Regions from separate parts of the Mus musculus genome. Here all the other regions are linked to region 3. A link is a contact called in public targeted proximity ligation data. All regions are on one chromosome and are shown on one strand. The core of a region is the stretch at or near the end of the contact, and the rest is flanking DNA. Distances in the headings are between cores, read along the strand shown.

Region 1 (2,766 bases), core at 112-2,611, 390 kb after region 3:
TGGGGATGAGTCATGGGGTGACCTGGCCACGCCATGGCAACAAGCATGCACCCAGGACTCTGCTTCCTCCCTATAGATTGTGTCATCTGAAAGAGTTAAGGATCCTGTTGTCAGCTTGGTCTGGTTTGGTAGTTTGGTTTGTGAGAAAGAGCGTGTGTGTATTGGTGACAGAGCAGTGAGGTGGAAAGGCTGTTGAAAGTGTTGTTCCAAGCTTAGTTTTGTTGCCTGGACAGCGAGAAGCACCAGCGTGTTGACGAGGAATCGGAAAATGCAGCCTTTGCCCATGAGCAGCAGAGCTCCACTGGACAGACGTGAGATGCCGTTGGGTTAGGCCCTTCAGGAACTTTTTATGCAGACGTGGACCAGACTCTAGCCTGTGGAAAACCGGCTTTCAAGGGGACTAGGGCCCTGTGAACATGCCCTGGCCTGTTCCTGGATATTGCACCTGAGTGGTTAGTTACAACAGGACCCCTAGTGTTGGAGCCATACAGATGTGTGTGTTCTTCATAGAGCCTACCATGTTTGCACCATGCTTGTCCCCAGTATACACTGCAGATAAGGAGAAAATGGCCTCTGTAACCCAAACAGAGGCTTTTCTTCTTTAGTGCACAGGTTCTTGGAGTCAGAAGCCCTGGGGAATGGTGCACTTGGAGCATGGCCCCTTCAGGTTCTGGAGCTTGTGTTTCCTCTGCTTCACATTCACACTTCACAGCCTTTCATTCTGTCAAGCTTCAACCCAAAGTCGCCCTTGATCCTGGTCTGACTGATTCCCATCACATCCTTCCTTCATCCATGTGAGCCGTGAGTCCTGTAGTGGTATAGCTGCCTGCAGTTCCAGGCAGGGGCTGTTACCAGCACAGTGGATCCAGCCGGAAACAGGTGGAAGACCCAGAGGCCCAGAGAAGTGTGGGAAAAGCCACGGAACCTGGGCCTGAAGGATTAGAAGTTGGAGCTCCTATGGGTCAGTGGGTCAACAGAGTGCACTGTAAGCTGGCAGTGACACGGGATCTCTATATGGAGGAGAACATTTGTGAAGAGGCTCGGATTAGGTTGGTCTGTGAATCAGGCAGTGTCAAGCTGTGAGTGTCAGGCTAGGACTAGTACTTTATTTAGCCTGCGGCTAGCAGTCATGTATTAGGAGAAAACATTACAGAGCATTACAGTGATGAGGGGTAAGAACTATCCTTGTGGCCTTAAGCAGGGCTCAACCAAGGAATGAGATTTCTGGCCACACTCTCTTGCTGCAATGACAGACAGGCAGGGCCAGGACTAGGAGTAGACAGCTGTGGCTGACTACTACAGTGTGGGCTGGGAACTTCCTTTTTCCATGTCTGCATGGTGGCTTCATAGAGTCTAGACATCTGTGGCCAAGCACATGGCCTTTCTCTGTGACCCCGAAAGGAAGAAAGAGCAGGCACACCCCCACCCTAGCAGGTGGCTTCCGTCTCTTGTGCCCCGTTCCAGCATTCAAAGCTACACAGCTGAGTTCAGAAGTACTAGCTGAAGGGAAAGTGATAGAAAGGCTCCTTGGGGCTAGGTGGAGGCCATGGCAACTAGTTAGCGCAGAATATTGTCCACCACAGTGAAGCCTGTACTGGGTCCTCTTTGATCCTCTTGGGCAGTTTCTATTAAAAACCTAAGAAGAGGCTGTGAGACTGTGTGCCACCCCCGCCCCTGCCCAGCCTGCTTTGTCTTAGGAGTGAGCAGGCACTCAGTGCTTCCCTCATTGTCCACACTGCATTTCTCCTTGACCCTCCTGTCCTTACAAACTACAGAGAGGAAGAGCTGTGTGCTTCCTCGGACACACTGCTCCATCCATTGGGACATTGGATGGAGAAAGAGGAACAGAGAAGATGCTGCAGCGAGCAGAAAGAGCAGGCAGGCTTCTCTTTACCATGGAACTGAACCAGTCTTTTCTTAACGGCGAGGGAGGCTTAGTCTTACTAAAAAGGACAAAGCTTTTTTCTTACAGATTTGGGTTTGATTCATTTAGCAATTAAAGGGCAGACATTTTTCTCTATGCTTACTTTTTATTCAGAATAACTGAGTGCTTTCTGCACTGGCGCCTGGGCTTTTGCTTCATATGCATATGTAAGTACGGATGTATGTGTGTAAGCATGTAAATTGATTAGATAGACTGTTGGGCCCAACAGATAAGTATGAATGTGTATATATGAATATATGTGAGTTTATTCATATTTTTTGTATAAAGGATTTTCCTCCTGCAAGCCTGACTCTCTTCTCTTGGTTCAATAAAAATTTATTGCTCTAAACCTCCAGTCCTGCCTGACAAGTGAGAGGCGAGGCTTCTGGGCAAGAGAGGAAAAAGCCCTAGTGATTAACCCTTTCCTTAGCCCCTTGCTATTAGGCTACAGTGGAATCTCCCAAGCCAGCAGTTTTTAACCTCAGAATAAGCAAGAAAGGTTTTAGGATTTTAAAGAAGCTATCAACAAGCATTCAGTATAGTCAGAGAGGTAGAAGGCCAGAGACCATCAGTCTTTAAAGCTACCTCTATATCCAATGCTGTGTGCAGCTTCAAACCATTTCAGGCCAGGCAGGCCCCCAACATGGAGAAAAGTGGGCCCCAGCACTGAAAGGTCAAAGAGGGTGCAGTGGGTTGAGGAAGGAGCAGTGCCCCTAGGTGAGAGATTACCTTAGAAAAGTTCTAAAAAGCTACACTGTGGCTTTTTAGAGAAGCCCTGTCTAATGGGTGAATATAGCCCTTTGTGTGGGTTAAGCCCACTTGTTAGAAAGACTCACTCTGTC
Region 2 (2,791 bases), core at 226-2,725, 510 kb after region 3:
AAAACAGTGTTATAACAGATAGCAGTAAGATCACTCCTGTCCTCAGTGAAGTAACTTAGAAACCATCACTCAGAGCAAGTCTTCTGATTCAAACAAAGACGACGCAGACACAAAATAGAAACACTATTTACTCACACAAAACACTCTCGGGTTCTGGTTTGTCTGTTTTGGATTCTTGAGAAAAGTCTCACTAGGTAGCCCAGGCTAGCCTCGAACTCTCCAAGTAGCCCGAGCTGACCTTATACGTGTGGTCCAACTGTTTTTGACTAGAGGGCCAGAGACCCTATTTTCGAGCCATTTGTGTTGATATCTCAGTGTGGTCCAGTTTTAACCTGATGGCCCGCACACAGGAAACAAAGCTAAGTCCTCTCCCACAGCAAAATGTTCTTGGGATGACCGTCCTAAGTCAGTGTCTCTTCATGGCGAACATAATCCACAATGTCTGCTTGTTGGAACACCACAATTGCCACAAGGTCCACTTTTCTGCCCTTTGCTGCCACCCCAAAACCCAGAGGAATATCCGCCATGGAATAAACCACTTCTCCCTGGTACTGACACGTGTTTTCAGTAATTCTAACCAGACTGGATTTCAACACATGGTTTCCATATAAGAAGGACTGCTCTGCTCCCGGCTTTATCCACACTTTATATTTGGCATAGGGTGCAGGGTAATCCAGAGCTGTAATGTGCAAATGGAACTTGGGGGTCTTAGTAAACTTTCCAAAACGCGTCCCCAGCTCCTCAGCAACACTAGCTTATCTCTGGAGATGTTGGCGGCCAGCTTCAGCATCATCTCACTCACATAGTACACTCGGTCGGTCGTTGTGCAGCTGGAAACAGTAAGTGCCGTCGGGTCTGTCCACCAGGAGTTGTAGATTCTCTCCAGTGTATTTCGCAATCTTCTCAAACATTACCCGGATCTCTTCTTCAGTCAAAGGCCTCATTTTCCCCGCTAGTTTGGCTCCTGGGACCCTTGTGTCTGGAGAGCTGGAAGCGGAAGTCAAAGGTTTAGTTTTTAAATTATTGTTATTTATCCACGGAGACCAGAAGGTGTCAGGCCTCCTGCAGCTGAAGTCCCAGTGGTTAGGAACCTCCTGAGGTGCTGCGAGCTGAACTCCTGTTTTCTGCAAGCACAGGGAATGCTCTTAACCGCGGAGCTCTCTCCAACTCTAAATGCCACTAGGAATTTTGGAGAGGAGGTGATGAGGGTCTCCTCAGAATTCCACGGACACTAGACACAATGGTTAGGCAGTTCTGCATCTGTCCATAGCTACCCTCATAGAGAGGACAACTGTGGTCAGACTCAAAATGTCTTTTGTGTGTTTTGTTTTTAATTTCCACCCTGTCAACTCACAATATGCAATAAAAACGATGAAAGTCACAAATGGAAGTTTACAGGAATTTCATAAGCTTAGAGTAATTTATTTTGGCGTCTGGACTGAGAGGAGTCCAAAGTTCCCGAACTAGGGGTTTGTGTGGCCTGCTGACCTGGGCAGTAACCCGAGCTTGCTTTTCTTCCCGGCTGCCCCTCCTGTCCTAACCCAACCTAGTTGGTAAGCCTTGCCTTTATTTTCTGAGCAAATTCACAAAACAAAGGAGATGCTGTCTTTTCAGGCGTTTGGGGGGAATTACGCCAATTAGAGATGGGGTGAGGCTCTTAAGCATTTCCCAGATTCCTAAGTGCTGCCTGGCAATTTCTGAGCATCCATTCATGTGCAATTTGTGCAAACAAGTTTCAGGTGCTAGTGCCGGAAGAAACCCAAGGGTATTCTAATTCAACGTGCTCCACAGAGCTGTGAAAACCCTGGCCTGGCAGTTAGTGGTGTTTCCATAAACACAGCCAATGGTTTCTTAATGTAATTAATTAATTTTTCATGTGTATGAGTGCTTGACTGCCTGTATGTATAGATGTGTATCACATGCTTGCCTGGTGAAGAGGGGTTCCAAGAGTCCCCTTGGAACTAGAGTACACACAGTTGTGACTACCATGTGGATGCTGGGAACCAAACCCAGCTGATCTGCAAGAGAAGCAAATGCTCTTAGTCACTGAGCCATCTTTCCAGTCCTATGCCAGTGGCTTTTGAGTACATCCTGGAAACTGCTCAGAGCCTGAGAATACAAAGACTAGCAGGACAAGGCCTCTGACTTTACCCAGTTCAATGCCTTGAGGGGATTTCGGAAATACAGACAAATATCCAGGCCATCGCAGACACACTGTGCAATGAGGGAAGTGGAAGGCATCAAGCGATAGCAGTGGAGTAATGAATTCAAATCTTGTGGCAAACTGGGACAAAGCAATAGAGATCTATTTTGGAAAAGTTCTGTGTCTAGTGTGCCAGAGAGAACAAAAGGAAATCCAGATCTAACTGCTGTAAAAGATGGGTGAGTAAACCCTCATCAGATGATGGCTTGAGCTTCAAGTTCAAGGTGATGGGCAAGCTCTCCAGAGAGTCAGATGGATGGTCCAGGATTAGACTTTACTCTGGTGGGTAAGGAGAGATAATGATATCTTTGATAGAAACTAACTGAAGAGAGGGAAAGGGTGTGAAATCGTTGAGGGTAGTGATAAGGATGAGAGACAAGTAGATTTGAAACAGAAGCAGAAAAGCAACTGGTGCCTTTCCATACTGTCACTGAGGAAGCACACCAGTCAAACATGTTCCACAGTTATCTGGGGACTTATTTTGTGCCTGAAAGCTTTGGGTGTAATGAGCAAACATGGGGAAGGGACAGTGTAATGAGATGTTCCCCTTTAAGTCTTGGGCATTTGAGAACTTGGTCCCCAGTTTGT
Region 3 (2,841 bases), core at 238-2,737:
AAATAAAATAAAAAATAAATTTAAAAAATGGGTGAAGAGCCATCAAAGGACACCCAACACCCCTTTCTTGTTTCTGAGTGTGCACATACGCCAATACTAAGATACACAAACACACAAATATGCAAATCAGTAAGGAACATATATATTGGATGGTAATTTTTTTTTTTTGGCTTCTGGGCGGGTGTTCATGAATGACCATAGAAGCACCACAAAGACTTGGCTGGGAGTTACAAAAATTCAAATGAAAGGAACTTGTAAATACGTTATCTGCAAATAACCAGAGTCAACTGTTTTACAACGGGTTCGTCAAAAATAATAGTTCCAGTCGGGCAGTGGTGGCGCACGCCTTCAATCCCAGCACTCGAGAGGCAGAGGCAGGCCAGACTCTGAGTTCAAGGCCAGCCTGGTCTACAGAGTGAGTTCCAAGATAGCCAGGGCTACACAGAGAAACCCTGTCTCTCAAATAAATAAATAAATAAATAAATAAATAAATAAATAAATAAATAAATAAATAAATAAAAGAAACAAATAATAATAGTCCCTTGGGCTGGAGAGATGGCTCAATGGTTGGACATACTTGCTGCTCTTGCAAAGGATGCGAGTTCGGTTCCCAGCATCCATATGGTGGTTCACATATGGACTCCGACCTCTTACCCCCTTTTCTGTACTCCGCAGGCACTGCACACACATAGTGCACATACACACGCGAAGGCAAAACCCTCAAATATTTTTCTAAAAATCAAAAAAGACGTCCCTGATTATTTTTTTGTTATACATTTTTTTCTTTCCATCTTTAACCTTCTCCTTTTCTGTATTAAACTTGCAATTACGAATGAAGGGAGATTGTACATTTAAACCCCTAAAAGAAGAGAGGGCAGGGACCATTTGCTAAATTATCACGCATATTCCCCTCGGGGTGCAGAGTTGGTCATCCTCGCTGTAATAAGGGGCAGTGTCGAGTTCTACTCCCTAGCTTGACTACTCCAGACAACGGACCGAGGCGGCAACCTGCAAGGGAGGCGGCGGCAAAAACTCCTTTGTGGCTAGGTGGAGGCCGCTTCGCAGGCTGATCCTGCACCGGGCTCCCACTTCTCCGACCAAACCCTCGCACCTCCGGACCGCAGAACTGTTTCCCCGAGCCACGGCTGGAAGGAGCTCTTGATGGCCACCAGCGGCAGGTCGCGGTTCACCCTGAGCGTGCTGAGCAGCGGTGCCCAGTCCACCGCGCGCAGCCGGTCGGCATTGAAGTCCAGCACGCCGTCCCGCAGGCAGGCGCGCACGGCGGGCAGCGGCACGGAGTCCTGCAGCGCGCACAGGTACTCGTAGTGCGAGAAGAAGTCGGCCGCGCAGTCGCGCCGGAGCTTCACCGAGTCGATCATGACCGGCAACCCCGGGGACCTCCACCAGCCGCCCCGCGCCGCCTCCCGCCACGCCTCGGGCGGTTAGCGCCCGCTCTGGGAGCCGCCGCCGCCGTTCTAGTCACCGGCGAGCTCCCGCGGGCGACGTGCGCATGCGTCGGCGCGCTCGCTGTGCGTCAGAGCGCGGGCCACGCCCACCCGGGCTCGCTACGTCCAACGCGCCATCAGCTGGAGGCGAGTAGATGCTCTGCAGTGAGCGCGCCTCTGGGTACCAAAAGTGAGGTGCAATGGAGTGACGACCTGAGAACCGGGCTTGACCTGAGAACTGAGAAGCGGGTTTAGCCTCGAGAAGACTGTTAGAAGCGCTCAACTGTTTATGCTTCCTCACCGAGAGAAGTCACAAGAAGAATTTCCCAACACGTATGCAAACCAGGTGGCTTCCTTCCTCTCTTCTTTGGGTTAGGCAAAGCTAGAGTTTAGCTTAGTATCCTCCATTGATGGTGGATATTTCTCTCCCTCTCTATCTCTCTATGTGTTGTTTGAGACAACGTTTCTCTGTATAACAGTCCTGGCTGTCCTGGAACTCACTTTGTAGACTAGGTTGGCCTCGAACTCTTACTAGTTTTCAATGTTAGTACTCTAAATAAACTCGAAGACGACTCCTGTATCACAGAGAGACCATAATTTCATTACGGTTTTATTATTAATGATTTTAACAGAGTTAGTAACATTGAGCATAATAGCTATGGAAAGTGAACTTGGGATTCACTCAGCAGTGGTTAAGTTGAGCTATTTTATTCCCTATGTCATGTTATTTAGTTATGCATTAAAATGAATTACTTTGAGCAGAAACAAAGTGAACTCTGGGTAATAAATACATCAGTCTGTTTTATTCTTTTTAAGGATTTATTTATGGGTACGTGCCTGTATGCTATCTGTGTGCAAGTGTCCAGAGTGACCAGAAGAAGGCATCAGATCCTCTGGAACTGGTGTTACAGGTGGTAGTGAGCCAGTCAGTGTAGGTGCTGGGAACCAGACTCAGAGCCTCTGAAAGAAGAGCTGTCTCTAGCCACCATTTCAGTTACATTTGTAAAAGATTTGCTTATATTTTTATTCAGTGTGTGTGTGTGTGTGTGTGAGTGACACGTGTACACAGTGCTTAGGGATATCAGAAAGGGGCGTCAGATGCCTTGGACCTGAAGTTATAGGCATTTGAGACATTTGTGACCCACCCACCATAGGTGCTGGGAATGGAACCCAGTCCTCTGGAAGGGCAGTTAAGTGCACCTAAGTGCTAAGCCATTTCTCTGAAATACTTTAAAGCACATTTATAAATTCCTGAGGTATGAGTTTGATTTTCTGTTTATAAGGCATACTATATTCAAGAGACATTATGAATGACAGGCTAAATGTCCACAGTTAAGTCTTTTGTGTCCTCATTCACTTCTTTTAAAACATAAGTTTGTTGTTTTTAGTCTGTCAT
Region 4 (2,700 bases), core at 25-2,524, 340 kb after region 3:
ATTCTCTGGTTTACCATGGACTTTGATTAAAAGGTATTAGTTGAAAAACTAAGAAAATTCTGTGCCATTTCTGATTTCTTTACTCTTATTTCTTCTCTTTTCTGCCTCTAGCATCCCCCACCCTTTTGTGCACATAATTCCCTACTGCAGTTCATGATCACCTATCCTTTCTTATTACATTCTTAGTTAGCAAGTTACACTTGGGTACTTAATTGTTTCTCAATTGATTCATCTGTACTATCTTTGCTTCCCAGGTAGTCTGACATCCCTAAGGCAAAGAAGTATATTTTAATGTATTTTCATACCAGTTCCTTGTGCCAGCCACCAACTCCCATCAAAGACACGCGGAATTAGAATTTAACATAATACATTCTCATTAAACAGGTATATGTTATCTGAATTAAGCATAGTCACTGCACAGCAAGGCAGATAAGAAGCAACATTCTATTGTTTCTTGGTGTTTCAGAATTGGGTCAGAATTAATCAACACCCTTGAAAGCTGTCTTACAAGAAAATAAATTAGAAAAACTCAGTAGGGGAACTAAGGGCCTCTTTTGCCTTCCTCTGTCTCTCTCTTTGGATTTTGTTGTTTCCTTTTGTTTCCTACTTAAGAGACAGTCCATTTGTGTTGCACCAGTACAGTACCTCAGGCTCCCTGCCACAAACAATCCTGCTTAGCTCCCCTCTCCCCACCCCAGTAGTAAGGGCTATAGGTGTGCATTGTTGTGCCTGGCTGTGTGTGTATCTAATACAGGCTTTGTCTGTTTCTTTGTGCAATATAGTTGTGAATCTGTTGCTCTTGGCCTTGTCCTGGACTCAACACTGGGGTCTGCCTGGCACACAGAGTTGCTCGGTCCCACTGGTCTCTTTGATAATCATTTTGAACAGTATGTATATAGAATTAATATGTTGAGTCTCTTTCCTAAATGCTAAGTTCTTTTCAGGATACTCAGGATATTTGCTAAGGGGAAAAAATACTTTGTGAATTGTTGTAGTTCTTTTGTCAAAGAGAGTCGGGACCCATTCTCCCTTCCCTTTCTCTTTACTGTGGAGATTACTCTCCCCTGAGATAACGTTCTGAAGAATCGGGATCCATAACACTACTTTGTGGCCTTTGCCTTGCACTTGGGATTTCCTATGAAAAGCAAACAACGTTATGTCCAAAACTACCCGTAATAAATGCTACCGGTCACTGAGCACTAGCCATGAGGAACGCTTACTTCCCTTTTACCCACTGAGTTCACTTGAGACGGGAGTGCTTGTGTAATGAGTAACTGCATTCAGCTAACAAGCTGAACCAGATTCCTGGCCAATCAGATCAGAGGGAGGAGGGCCGCTCCATCCAGGCCTTCAGACCTGGGTTGCTTTGAACCTTGTCTCAGGGTAGTAGATTTCAGAACTGTCACTAAACCATTTTTTAAAGGTCTCTCTAACAATGTTCCAGTGGTTTGGTTTTTTGTTTTGTTTTTTTAACTCTTTTTCTCTGGAATTTTGTGCTCATCCAGCTCTGGACAGAGCTGTGTCTGGGCTTCTTCCTTGCCTTCGCTGCTTTCTGACAGTCAGATAGGATCTCATGGCATGATCTAGCTTTCTACTCCCAAGGGACTGGGCCTCTCACAATGAGGTCTTGTTAATTTTTTTTAATGAAGGCGACCTAGTTTTTGTAACCTTCTTTTTAATAATTAAAAATATGAAGCCTACCCAGCATCATTTTTCTGTGCCACGATTTTATCTTCATATCGAACTTGAACTGCAAATCTGTAACATGGCAGCCTTGCCATGGAGACACTTAATAGGGGTTAAAATCCCCCAGTGCCAAATATCTGCCCAGTGAGCATGCTGTTAATGCCACAAGGCACTGTTTTATCTTGTGTTTAGCTGGGTTTGCATCACATGCCAGAAACTTCTTTTCTTACTTACTACCCACAGGTCCTTTTTTCTTAATGGTGTACTTGCTAAGGTCTGTCTATATGCCTCTAACTTTTTCTTTAAAACTTTTTTTTAAAAAAAGCTAGTTCACTTATATGTTGCCAAATCTTATTCTGGGTTGCTTTCATTTAAAACTGGGAGGGACAATTGAGTTGTTCAAAGTTACTCTTATGCTCACAGTAGCTCAAATTTGCTATGGACAGACAATCATTAAAATTAATGATCACTTAGAATCATATCCCAAGCAAAAAAAAAGTCAAATTTAATTTGATTTGGTCATATTATTTTACCGAAGTCTCAGCTTTACTCTTTACTTTTAATAATTCAAAGCATGGGTATAGCTCCTTTTTTCTAAACTTAAAACTTTATTGTTTACAGCAAGAGATGATCCTGAAGTTAATTGTAACAAGAAAGCAAGCTAGTGGGCGTGGCTGCCTTCATCCACTCATGTATTCAAACATGCTACAGGGAGATGTTTGGGGATTATTACTTGGAATTTTATGATGACTTAACCCAAATAAAATCTTGGGCAAACTCCTTGCATAGCCCATGAATTTATCCAAGAGCTTTCATATCTTTCGCTTCTACCATAAAGCTGTAAGTCTAGTGTGCCATTAAACTCCAGGTGACTCTGTTGCTGTGGGAGAGGAACTGTGAGATTACTTTAGCTCTTTCTTTGCCCTCCCTTCCTTTTACTGAAAACCAACAGAACCCTATATAACTTTGCTCCATTCAGGAGATTCTCTCAGACATGTCTGTTGATCGGGTCAG

What was found.
Region 1: a targeted proximity ligation map of bone marrow-derived macrophages shows a contact between it and region 3, with 4 times the contacts expected there. A contact is called at or near these places in 2 of 39 promoter capture datasets (the C10 cell line and liver), 4 of 130 datasets of targeted methods (bone marrow-derived macrophages, embryonic limb bud, embryonic stem cells and 1 more) and 2 of 9 other capture datasets (embryonic stem cells and liver).
Region 2: a targeted proximity ligation map of embryonic stem cells shows a contact between it and region 3, with 2.8 times the contacts expected there. A contact is called at or near these places in 2 of 39 promoter capture datasets (hippocampal neurons and trophoblast stem cells) and 3 of 130 datasets of targeted methods (astrocytes, bone marrow-derived macrophages and embryonic stem cells).
Region 4: a contact with region 3 is called in a targeted proximity ligation map of pancreatic cancer cells. A contact is called at or near these places in 7 of 39 promoter capture datasets (the 3T3-L1 cell line, 3T3-L1-derived adipocytes, the C10 cell line and 3 more), 6 of 484 Hi-C or Micro-C datasets (the N1E-115 cell line, adipose-derived mesenchymal stem cells, bone marrow-derived macrophages and 3 more), 7 of 130 datasets of targeted methods (astrocytes, bone marrow-derived macrophages, embryonic forebrain and 3 more) and 2 of 9 other capture datasets (adipose tissue and liver).

What each region holds. Positions count from the first base shown.
Region 1 is chr19:16,371,905-16,374,670 of GRCm38.p6, forward strand. The region is part of intron 5 of Gnaq (guanine nucleotide binding protein, alpha q polypeptide); the gene reads left to right. Among named protein-coding and RNA genes, the nearest start is that of Mir496b, 58 kb to the left of the region's middle.
Region 2 is chr19:16,490,121-16,492,911 of GRCm38.p6, forward strand. The region is part of intron 1 of Gna14 (guanine nucleotide binding protein, alpha 14); the gene reads left to right. It also overlaps the pseudogene Gm8222. Among named protein-coding and RNA genes, the nearest start is that of Gna14, 56 kb to the left of the region's middle.
Region 3 is chr19:15,983,502-15,986,342 of GRCm38.p6, forward strand. It overlaps Cep78 (centrosomal protein 78), which reads right to left and starts at 1,488. Exons shown (of 15, transcript NM_198019.2): 1 at 1,112-1,488. The coding sequence starts at 1,379. It overlaps C130060C02Rik (RIKEN cDNA C130060C02 gene), which reads left to right and starts at 1,574. Exons shown (of 3, transcript NR_045355.1): 1 at 1,574-1,791.
Region 4 is chr19:16,324,842-16,327,541 of GRCm38.p6, forward strand. The region is part of intron 3 of Gnaq (guanine nucleotide binding protein, alpha q polypeptide); the gene reads left to right. Among named protein-coding and RNA genes, the nearest start is that of Mir496b, 11 kb to the left of the region's middle.